2 separate regions of the Mus musculus genome follow, and region 2 is linked to region 1. The links are chromatin contacts, called in public promoter capture Hi-C maps. All regions are on one chromosome and are shown on one strand. The core of a region is the stretch at or near the end of the contact, and the rest is flanking DNA. Distances in the headings are between cores, read along the strand shown.

The links. Promoter capture Hi-C pulls out the DNA fragments that hold promoters and counts their contacts.
Region 2: a promoter capture Hi-C map of the HPC-7 cell line shows a contact between it and region 1. The contact joins the promoter of Gp1ba here to the promoter of Sat2 in region 1. A contact is called at or near these places in 3 of 39 promoter capture datasets (the HPC-7 cell line, cranial neural crest and liver).

What each region holds. Positions count from the first base shown.
Region 1 is chr11:69,620,449-69,625,645 of GRCm38.p6, reverse strand. Sat2 (spermidine/spermine N1-acetyl transferase 2) reads right to left here and starts at 3,594. Exons shown (of 6, transcript NM_026991.3): 1 at 3,314-3,594; 2 at 3,102-3,153; 3 at 2,856-2,939; 4 at 2,685-2,786; 5 at 2,494-2,534; 6 at 1,768-2,155. The coding sequence starts at 3,379. The coding sequence ends at 1,988.
Region 2 is chr11:70,635,291-70,640,826 of GRCm38.p6, reverse strand. Gp1ba (glycoprotein 1b, alpha polypeptide) reads right to left here and starts at 1,705. Exons shown (of 2, transcript NM_010326.3): 1 at 1,629-1,705; 2 at 1-1,423. The coding sequence starts at 1,417. It overlaps Gm12315 (a long non-coding RNA gene), which reads left to right and starts at 4,625. Exons shown (of 3, transcript XR_001780246.2): 1 at 4,625-5,536.

The sequences.
Region 1 (5,197 bases), core at 2,345-4,844:
CACCCACATTGCAGCTCACAACCATCTCTACCTCCAAGATCTGACACCCTCACACAGACATACATGCAGGTAAAATACCAATGCACATAAAAGCAAAATAAATTATTTTTAGAATTTAAAAAATAGGGGGCTGGAGAGATGGCTCAGTGGTTAAGAGCACCGACTGCTCTTCTGAAGGTCCTGAGTTCAAATTCCAGCAAACACATGGTGGCTCACAACCATCCGTAATGAGATCTGACACCCTCTTCTGGTGCATCTGAAGACAGCTACAGTGTACTTAGATATAATAATAAATAAATCTTTTTAAAAATTTTTAAAAATAAAAAGGAAACAAGGAACCAGGGGTGGTGGTGCATGCCTTTAACTCCAGCACTTGGGAGGCAGAGGCAGGCAGATTTCTGAGTTCAAGGCCAGCCTGGTCTACAGAGTGAGTTCCAGGACAGCCAGGGGTACACAGAGAAACCCTGTCTCGAAAAACCAAAAAAAAAAAAAAAGGAAACAAGGGCTGGGGACGCGTATCTCAGTTGTTAGGTTGAATGTCCTCTGTCCCATCCCTAACACCTCCATGAAATGGGCAAGGTGGGAACACCTGCTATCTCCTGCAGAGCATGGAAAGGCCAAGGTTGTTCTTGGCTACACACCAGGAGTGGGAGGTCAGGGTGGGCTTCAAAACAACAAGACAAAAGAGGACTGTAGTGATGGCACACACTTTTAATCCCACACTCTCAAGGCAGAAGAGGTAAATCTGTGAGTTCTAAGCCAGTCTGGTGGTCTACATAAGGAGTTCCAGACCAGCCAGAGCTACATAGTGTAGATAGATCCTGTCTAAAAAAAAAAAAAAGGGCTGGGCAGTGGTGGTACACACCTTTAATCCCAGCACTTGGGAGGCAGAGGCAGGCGGATTTTTTTTTAAAAGATTTATTTATTATTTTATGTAAGTACACTGTAGCTGTCTTCAGACACACCAGAAGAGGGAGTCAGATCTTGTTATGGATGGTTGTGAGCCACCATGTGGTTGCTGGGATTTGAACTCTGGACCTTTGGAAGAGCAGTCAGGTGCTCTTACCCACTGAGCCATCTCACCAGCCTAGCAGGCGGATTTCTGAGTTCCAGGCCAGCCTGGTCCTCAGAGTGAGTTCCAGAACAGTCAGGGCTACACAGAGAAACCCTGTCTCGAAAAAACCAAAAAACAAACAAACAAACAAAACCAACCAACCAAACAAACAAACAAAAAAAAAGAAAGAAAGAGGGAACTGGAAAGATGGCTCAGTGGTTAAAAGCAGACTGCTCCTCCAGAGGTCCTGAGCTTCATTCCCAGTGTTTTAAAGATTTGTTTTGTTTTTTTTTAATTTTTTTTTTTAATGAAACAAGTCTCACTTTCCCTGGTGGGCCCCCAAACCCCTGAGCTGGAGGTTTTTATACTCCCGGCTCCCCAGTACCATGCATCATACCTACCTAGTAGAGGTTGATTAGTCAAGGGGAGGCAATTGCTCCTTCCCAGTGTCCCTTGAAATGCTGACGGCAGCGCACAGTCTGCGGCCTTTATCGCATTAGTCCTAAAATATCTTTGGGTTCCAAAGATGAATGACAAGCTTGATATACCATTGCTTATTCCCTCTTGTTCTTTTTTTTTTTTTTTTTTTTTTTCTAACAGGCTAGAGGCAAGACTAGGGTGCCCAGAGTCCTTGAGGCCTCCATGACCCCTGCCTCTTTGGCTGTCCCAGCCCTCATCAGAACAATGTTCAAATAGAAGGGCTTCAAAATGGCTGCAGCATCACATCCTCTACCCATGAGGGCAAAGCAAGTATTTTATTTGTGGTTCCTAATAAGGCTTCTCCCTCTTCCACTCTTTCTGTACTTCAGGAGTCTGCACCCTGGGAGGCCTCTGGGTGAGCGAGCGTCTGTCTGGGTCAGTGCCTATGGTTATGGTCTTAGGAAAACTTGATATGGTGATCCCAAAGAAGAGGCAGGAGAGAGAGGGCGTAAGTCAGCGTCCTGCCAACTCCCTCATTGCCTCGCCTTCAAATCGAAAGGAGAGCCAGCCTTCCGATTCAGTCAGATCTTGAGCCCCTAGAAATTTGTACAAGTTCACGGCCTTCTTGTTCCAATCCAGAACTGCCAGGCGGAACTGGGAGCAACCCTTATTCAGGGCAACCTGTAGAAGACATACGCTTACTGCACAGGGCTCAAAAACTAATGGCTGGCACACACCTTTAATCCCAGCACCTTTAATTCCTGCAGAGGCAGGCAGACCTCTGAGTTGGAGGCCAGCCTGGTCTACAGAGCAAGTTCTAGGACAATCAGGACTACACAGAGAAACCCTGTCTTGAACAACAAACAATAAAAAGAAAAATCTTTCTCATCCCCCTCATTCAACCTCGACACTCCCACTTACGTGACTGATTGATTGATTGATTGATTGATGGTTTGGCTGACTGGCTGGCTTTCGTTTGGGGGCGGTAACTAGTTTGTAAGCCCCACCCCTTTGCTCACCTCAGCCACCTTTTTGATTATTTTGGTACCAATCCCTTGACCTATAGTGGAGAAAGGGACAGGAAGGACTATTATTTGAGTTGAAAGGGTATCAAAGGAAACTATAATCTGAGGTTGGGGTAATGGGATAGGTCTGAGGACTGTTCATTGGGTCTGTGGGCATTCTGTCCATCCTTAGCCCCAGCCAGTACCCCGATATTGCGGCATCACATAGATGTCTTCCAGATAAACGTTTCGTCCGGTCCATGTGCTATAGATGAAGTAGTACAGCCCATAGCCCACCACAAGGGACCCTGAAAATGAGAGAGAAGAGTGAGGCTTTTGGGAGGAAAAACACGGAGGATAACTGCAGGCTTCCTTACCTTGTGACTCCCCAGGTGCTGGGATAATCTCTGCCACCAAACAGTGAAAGAAAGGGTTCTCTCCAAAGCCATCTGCTCGCAGAGCTATAAAGATTGGAGGTATGACAAAAAAGGCAGAGATGGGCCGGGAAAAACCGGAACTTGGAGTAAAGCCCAGTCCAGTAGTTACGATCTTAGGACTCCATCCTTCCACCCCATCACCCGCCCCCCATCTCAATCAGGACCCAGGTGCACAGCCTCACCCACCTTCTTCACTGATCTTCACCTGATGGGACAGTTTCTCGAACTCTGCCAGTTCCTATAACAGGGGTACCAAAACAACATTAAGGCAGGAAGGTCCTGATCTCTGAGAACAGGGTCCAAAGGTGCACCCTCATTTCTGACTCCCCAACTCCAGCCAAACTGCTCCCAGCCCCCCACCCCCACCCCGCACTGTTTTTCCAAACCGCAGTCTTTACCCGGATCATCCTCATAATGTCTCCACAATCGCTCTCCCTGGCCTCTCGGATTCGCGTGGAAGCCATTCCGAGCCTCACTGTCAAAAATCAAAGATCACAGACAACTCCCACGTTTGCAGAACCGCGGAGGTCTGGTCTCAAAGCTCAGGTCTCAAAGTGCTGGGAGCGAGGGGCAGAAGAAATGCTAGAAGCTTCTAGACAAGATTCTGGCACCAACCGGTCTCAGCTGGGAGGATTAGCCGGCCTGGTGGTCTCTTCTGCCAGAAAAGGCCTTAAATTCTGAGCCCCCTCCGGGCCTCCCTGCAGCCAATCAGCTTGCTGCTTACGACCATTTCCCCACCCCCACCCCCTGGTCCCGCCTCGCCTCGCTGTCCAGTGACTGGACTCTGCGCCGGACTACTTAAGCTTCCTGTTTGTTTGTTTATTTTTTGTATTTTGTATTTTATTTATTTATTTTGGTTTTTCGAGACAGGGTTTCTCTGTGTAGCCTTGGCTATCCAGTCTGTGTCGTACATACCTCAAGCTTAAAAGTCCTCCCCTACCCTGCTTTAGTTAGAGTACACTCCAGTTAGCTGCTTTAGTTTTCACTCTTAGCCGTCTAATCACTGGGGCATCCCCGACCCTGAGGGAGCCCAAGACCCCCGACCGGTTCCTGTAGCTGTCTTTGGTAGTGGAAGCCCTGTGCTATGCCTCTGGCAGCTTTTCCTCCTTCCCTTCTTTGGTTCTAGGCATTAAATCCAGTACTCAGGACATGCTGAAAAAAGCCCTACACTTGATTCCTATAGCTGTTTTGTGGCTCATAATGGTGTCCTCAAAGGGACAGTTGTGTTTTGACGTTTCCTCATTAGGTTCTGTTAACAAATCCCTGTAATTAACAGTAACAGCAGGTCCCTTATTCTTTTTTCTCCTTTATATCTGATAGGGTTTGTTGTTGTTGTTGTTGTTTTGTGGTTTTTTTGTTTGTTTGTTTTTTGTTTTTGAGAGGCTGGCCTCGAACTCAGAAATCCACCTGCCTCTGCCTCCCAAGTGCTAGGATTAAAGGCGTGCGCCACCAAGCCAGGCCTGATAGGGTTTTCAGGGAGTGGAAGATTTTCCTGGATATGTAGCCCAGGCTAGGCTCAAATTTGCTGTGTAGCCAAGGATGATCTAGAACTACTGATTTTCCTGCCTCTACCTCCCCAGTGCTGGGATTATGTATATCACTATATCTGACTTAGCCTCAAACCTTTGATGTTCTGGGCTCAATACCCCTTTGTTCTCCAGTAGCAACTGGGGCTACAATCTTGTGCCACCGTGTCCACCTCTTTTTTTGCTTTGTTTTTGTTTTTGTTTTTTTGAGACAAAGAGTCTCACTCTAACACCCATGCTGGCCTGAAACTCATGATACAGCTGAGGCTCTCCTCAAACTCAAAGCAGCCTCTTATCTCTTACAACTTCTCCAGTGTCAAGTGTTTGGGTTGTCGGTGTGAGCACCACGCCCACTCAGCCTTGAGTTCTTATTTTATTTTCAGTGAGTGAGTGTGCTGTCTGTGCAGTTGTGCTTGCTGGTGCATGCGAATTCTCGGGGAGCAAGAAGTCTAGGTTGAATCTCTTCTTCAGTTACTCTGAGAAAGAGAGAGAGAGAGAGAGAGAGAGAGAGAGAGAAAGAGAGAGAGAGGCCTTCCACCAAGAAGCCTGGAGCTCAGCAGTCAATCCTGCTAGGCAGGCTGGCCTCTGTACCCTCTACTGCTCCATCTTCCCCAGCGCTAGGGTCAAAGGTGTGTGCCACTCAGTCCAGGTGGATTGTAGGTGTGGGCCATCCAAACTTACAGCTTCCTGTTTGCACAGCAAGCTCTCTACTCTGGAGTTCTTTCCCCAACCAAGTCTTGAACTCTGGATCTGAGC
Region 2 (5,536 bases), core at 456-2,955, 1.0 Mb before region 1:
TTAAGGTGGCAGTAGTGGGCACTGGGGTGGTGCTGGGCTCTAGGGTAGTCAGGGTGGCAGTAGTGGGCACTGGGATGGTGCTGGGCTTTGGGGTAGTCAGGATGGCAGTAGTGGGCACTGGGATGGTGCTGTGCTCTGGGGTTGTCAGGATGGTAGTAGTGGGCACTGGGGTGGTGCTGTGCTCTGGGGTAGTCAGGGTGGAGGTGGTAAGCATTGGTTGGATGTTGGGCTCTGGGGTAGCCTGGGTGGAGGTGGGCTCTAGGGTGGTTGGGGAGGGGATGAGTACAGTATTGAGTTTTAGACTGTAGAAGGTTGGGTTAGATTCCATGGTCTCTGGGAGTGTGGTGAAACCTGGGCTCTGTGTGTGGATGAATGTAGATTGTTTCTTAGTGGGTTTATGAGTTGGAGGCAAAGAAATCATTTGGCTGTCTTGAGAAGTAGAAGGTGCTGCGGCGAGTAGGCTCCAGTGGGTAGTATGAACTTTAGTGTTAGTAGAGAACTTGACCTCAGTTCTTGTGGCAGGGACGTCAGGGATATCATCATAGTCATCATAGTCTGTGTCACCACTACTAGTAGGGCAGCCCTTCCCTGGGTAGGAGTAGACAGGCGCATTGTCCAAGTTGGCACATCGTACACTGGCCACGTTAGGAGTTGTGTCCTTGACATCCACACCCTGCTTCCATAAGTAGACATTGTTGGCATTTTCCTGGAGCCAGTGACGGAAGTAGAGGATTTCACAATCACAGTACCAGCTGTTGGCGTGGAGAAAAACAAAAGGCAAGAGGAGGGTCCCAAAGAAGCCCTTTGGTATTGTGCGAAGCCAGTTCCTTTGAAGGTAGAGGGTATCAAGATCCTCCAGCCCATCTAGGAGCCCAGAGGGCAGCTCACGCAATTTGTTGTTGGCCAGATTGAGTTTCTTCAGCTTGGTCGTTGGCAACAAGAGCCCGGGGGGCAGACTCTTAAGATCATTGTTCTGCAAGTAGAGCTCTTGGAGTTGGCTTAGGCCATCCAGGACACCAGGAGACAGTGAGCCCAACTTGTTGAAGGAGACGTCTAGAGTAGTGAGTGCAGGCAATGCCCATCCTAGGGAGGGCAGGCTTTTCAGGTTATTATGGGATAAGTCCAGGTTTTCCAGCTTTATCAGTTTACCATTGGTCTGCAGGCTCGTCAGCTCACATCTATCCAGGTACAGATAAGTGAGGTGAGTGAAATGCACCAGTGATGCTGTGGAGAAGGTACCCAGTTGGTTCTCGCCCAGGTGGAGGATGCCTGTGTCTGCTGGCAGGTCTGCAGGCAGTGCTGTCAGCTTCTTGTTCTCACAGTTTACTTCCAGCAGGCTGGTCACTTTGGAGATACTACAAGTGTGCTGGGAATGCAAGGGACTTGGCAGCAGGAAGAGCAAGATGAGGAGAGCCATATGAACCTGTGGGCAAAGGGATGCCACCCATTACATCATTTTCCCAGCTTTTAGCCCTTCACTGCTGCAGTTCTTAGGATCCCATCTAGAAACAGCTTCCACACCTCCCAGACTTTTCTCTCCTTTTCCACCCCTGCCTCCAGCCCTTGGTTCTTATTCCCTCCTTAGAACCTTCTCCACCTCTGGTCCCAGCCCCAGCTTACAGTCAGACAGACAGTCCTTTGGAGGAACAGAGCTTCTTCCAGGCTATGACTCGGTCCTTCTCTCTACTAGCTGCAAGGAGAGCCAGCCCAAGAGCAGGAAGGAGATAGAGTTGGGGAGGAAATGACAACCTGATAATCAGCTCCTGTGACCCAGGGAACAGTCTCCCTTGCGGGCAAAGGCTCTTATCAGCTCTCTGCACAGCATTCCCCAAAGCCCTCCTTTTGGTTTTACATTCTCACTTTCCTTCCACCCCGGAGAGATCTAGAGACTTTGCAGCTACTAGCCACCAGCATTCAAAAGCTCCTTTGAGTGCTGCCTCTCTTCTCCATAGCAGTTCTTAGAGATGTCATGCTTCCTTACACTCCATGCCACCTTCCTACCCTAAGCTGAGCCCCTCCCGAATCTGGGGACTGCTGACATTCTAGTCTGCATCCCCTGGGCACGTGACTGGTATTCTCTAAACTGTTTTTGTAGCCTCCATACTCAGGACTATTCCTTCCTGGGGATGTGACAAGTGACACTCATTTTCTCTAGCCTGTGTGGTTGGTCCTTCTCAGACTCCTCTGTGGCTTCCTCTAGCTTTCTGGAGCAGTAAACCTGCTTCCAGAGGCTTCATAGGTTTTTGTATCATAACCCCATAAGTGCCTGGGAAATACTTTGCTGTGCATTTAATCACCACTTCTGCCCTAGACTTAAGTCTTTATCTCTAGTCTAGATCCTGTTTCCTGAGGCCTACATACTTAACATTAGATGCCACTTGGAGTTCTCTTCTTACATGTTCTTCAAGTATAGAAACAGTGTACATCACTGAGAGGTTCTGACAGGAAGGCCATGAGTTTGAAGCCAGCTTGAGCTACAAAAGAAGACCCTTCTCATTAAAACAACAATAATAACAATGACGACAATGACAACAACAACAAAATAACATCGAAAACTCAAGTATATTAAAAATCAAGTTCATTATGCAAATAGCTTCATCTGCTGGCCTGAGGTATAGGACTGTCTATAACACCAGTCCATGGGAAGCAGAGGCAGGAAGATCATGAGTTTGGGGCCATCCTGAGCTGTATACTGAGACCGCAAACCAAACAAAAAAGAAGCCCCATAAAAAAAAAAATAGCTTCTCCTCCTCTGTTGTCCACAGCTACTCAGTTACCTGGTCCTTTTAAACACTTCCTGATACTCCTTCCACCTTAACACCCTGCTATCAAATCCTCCTGATTTTAACTCTGGTCTCTTTGAAATCCTTCCATCTTCCACTCCCCAGCCCAAGGCACTATCTTCTTTGCTGCAGTAGCCTTCTGGTTGGTTTCTAAATTTTTTTAACTTCCCTTCTATTTCACCTAGGAGAACTGCAGATTTGCTAGTCTTTCAACTACTAGAACTCACCAGTGCCTCCTGACAGTTCTCAAAAGGCAATCTGAAGTACCTAAACAGGGTCTTCAGAGGCCTACTGGATCTGAAACTTGCCCACCTACCTGCTCAGCCCCATTGTTCAATGCTTTGCTCTCTCCTGATCATTCTCTCTCATACTGAATTTCACTCCTTCTCTTCTTCCTAACTCTTACATATCTGGCAAGTTCCAGCTCAAACTTCATTCCTCTGGAAACTCTATTTTGATTTTGCAAGCCTGGTTAGTTGTCTGGCCCATCTAATGATTAAAGATCCTACCTTCCCAGAAGGGGTATCATATACCTTAGCCTACTTACTGATGACTGCACATTGGGTAGACACAAGCCAGATACAGCTAATTCATAGACTTGCTACTTATATAATTTGCTACATGGAACAACTAAGTATCAGGAGATGAGGCAGAAGGTTGCATAGGTGGAAGCTATCATGGTGAACCTTTGAAGATGTTTTCTCTACTGTGTTGCTATCTGTTTCCAGATAAAAGCCACAGGAAAGGGATACATCACCTAGGCCAGATGCAATGCTGCACATCTTTAATCCCAGCACTTTTGTTAAACAAACAAACAAATAAACATTGGCTAGAGCCAGGCAGTGAGCTACATGTCTCAGATAAAAGCCACAGGAAAGGGATACATCACCTAGGCCAGATGCAATGCTGCACATTTTAATCCCAGCACTTTTGTTAAACAAACAAACAAACAAACAATGGCTAGAGCCAGGCAGTGAGCTACATGTCTGTAGCCTTGGTTAATTTGTAGGCTGAGATGGGAGTTTGACTCCAGCCTGGGCAAAAGAGCAATACCTTGTCTTTAAAACACTGCATGTGGTGGTTCATACCTGTAATTACAGCAACTGTGAGGAGGTTGAGGCAGGAGGATTGCTAAAATGAGGTCAGTTTGGGCTGTATGTGTTTGAGGCCAGCCTGAACTACATAAGATTCTGCCTCCGGGGCTGGAGAAATGGCTCAGTGGTTAAGAGCACTGGCTCCTCTTAGAGAGGACTTGGGTTCAATTCCCAGCAACCACATGGTGGCTCACAGCCACCTGACATAGGATCCAATGCTACCTTCTGGTGTGGCTGAAGACAGCAACAGTGTACTCATATGATTACAAGAAATAAAACAATTTTTGTTGTTGTTGTTTTTTGAGATAGGGTTTCTCTGTGTAGCCCTGGCTATCCTGGAACTCACTATGTAGACCAGGCTGGCCTCGAACTCAGAAATCTTCCTTCCTCTGCCTCCCGAGTGCTGGGATTAAAGGCGTGTGCCACCACGTCCAACTTTTATAGTGTTTTTTTTGTTTGTTTGTTTTTGTTTTTGTTTTGTTTTTGGTTAAAACAAAATTTTAAAAAGAATCTGCCTCAACCCCCAAATGAAAACTTTGGCTACCTCAAAGACTTTCTTTTTTTTTTTTTCTTCGTTTTTCGAGACAGGGTTTCTCTGTGTAGCCCTGGCTGTCCTGGAACTCACTATGTAGACCAGGCTGGCCTCGAACTCAGAAATCTTCCTTCCTCTGCCTCCCGAGTGCTGGGATTAAAGGCGTGTGCCACCACGTCCAACTTTTATAGTGTTTTTTTTTTTGTTTTTTTGTTTGTTTGTTTTTGTTTTTGTTTTTTTTTTGTTTTTGGTTAAAACAAAATTTTAAAAAGAATCTGCCTCAACCCCCAAATGAAAACTTTGGCTACCTCAAAGACTTTCTTTTTTTCTTTTTTTTTTTTTTTTTTTTTTCGTTTTTCGAGACAGGGTTTCTCTGTGTAGCCCTGGCTGTCCTGGAACTCACTTTGTAGACCAGGCTGGCCTCGAACTCAGAGATCCACCTGTCTCTGCCTCCCGAGTGTTTTTTTTTTTGTTGTTGTTGTTGTTGTTGTTTTAAAAGACTTTCTTGGTAGAAAAGCCAGACATGGAATTACGAGGCCAGGAACAGTGCCCAGAAACATGCTGTTGAACCAGTCTGGTGAGCATAACTGCCCATGGTGCAAGACCAAGTCACTGAAGATTGCCTCTGCCCAGCCACTGAGCCAGATATTGTTCCACAACCTCCAGTGCTGCAGAGACTCCTACACTGTCCCTCTTTCTCTGTGATTATGAACGAAGGCAAACCTGGATGTGAGTCTGGTTGCTCATATGCCTGTGACCCAACTGCCAAGAGAGCCTAGGAAGGCAAAGGTTTGGTTATTTTCAGCTTCTGAAATAGGACGCATGTTCTGTTTCTTCAAAGATACTGTTAAAGAACAAACATGAAAGAGGTTCATGTTCTCTCTACCTAAATGGTCCTGCATTTTGTTCTACTCAAGGGTCAATTTCCTGTACCAGGATCCTTGCTTTGGTCATGAAGTAACAATAGGGTTCCCTGCCTGAGTGCACAAGTACAGAAACAGTGGGTAACTGATTGATGACATTTTCATCTCTTTATTGTATAAAGGTGGGAGTACAAATACAAGAACACCTGTGTGGAAACAGAGGACAGCTTGTGAGCGGGGGTGGGGGGGAGAGAACTCTCTTTC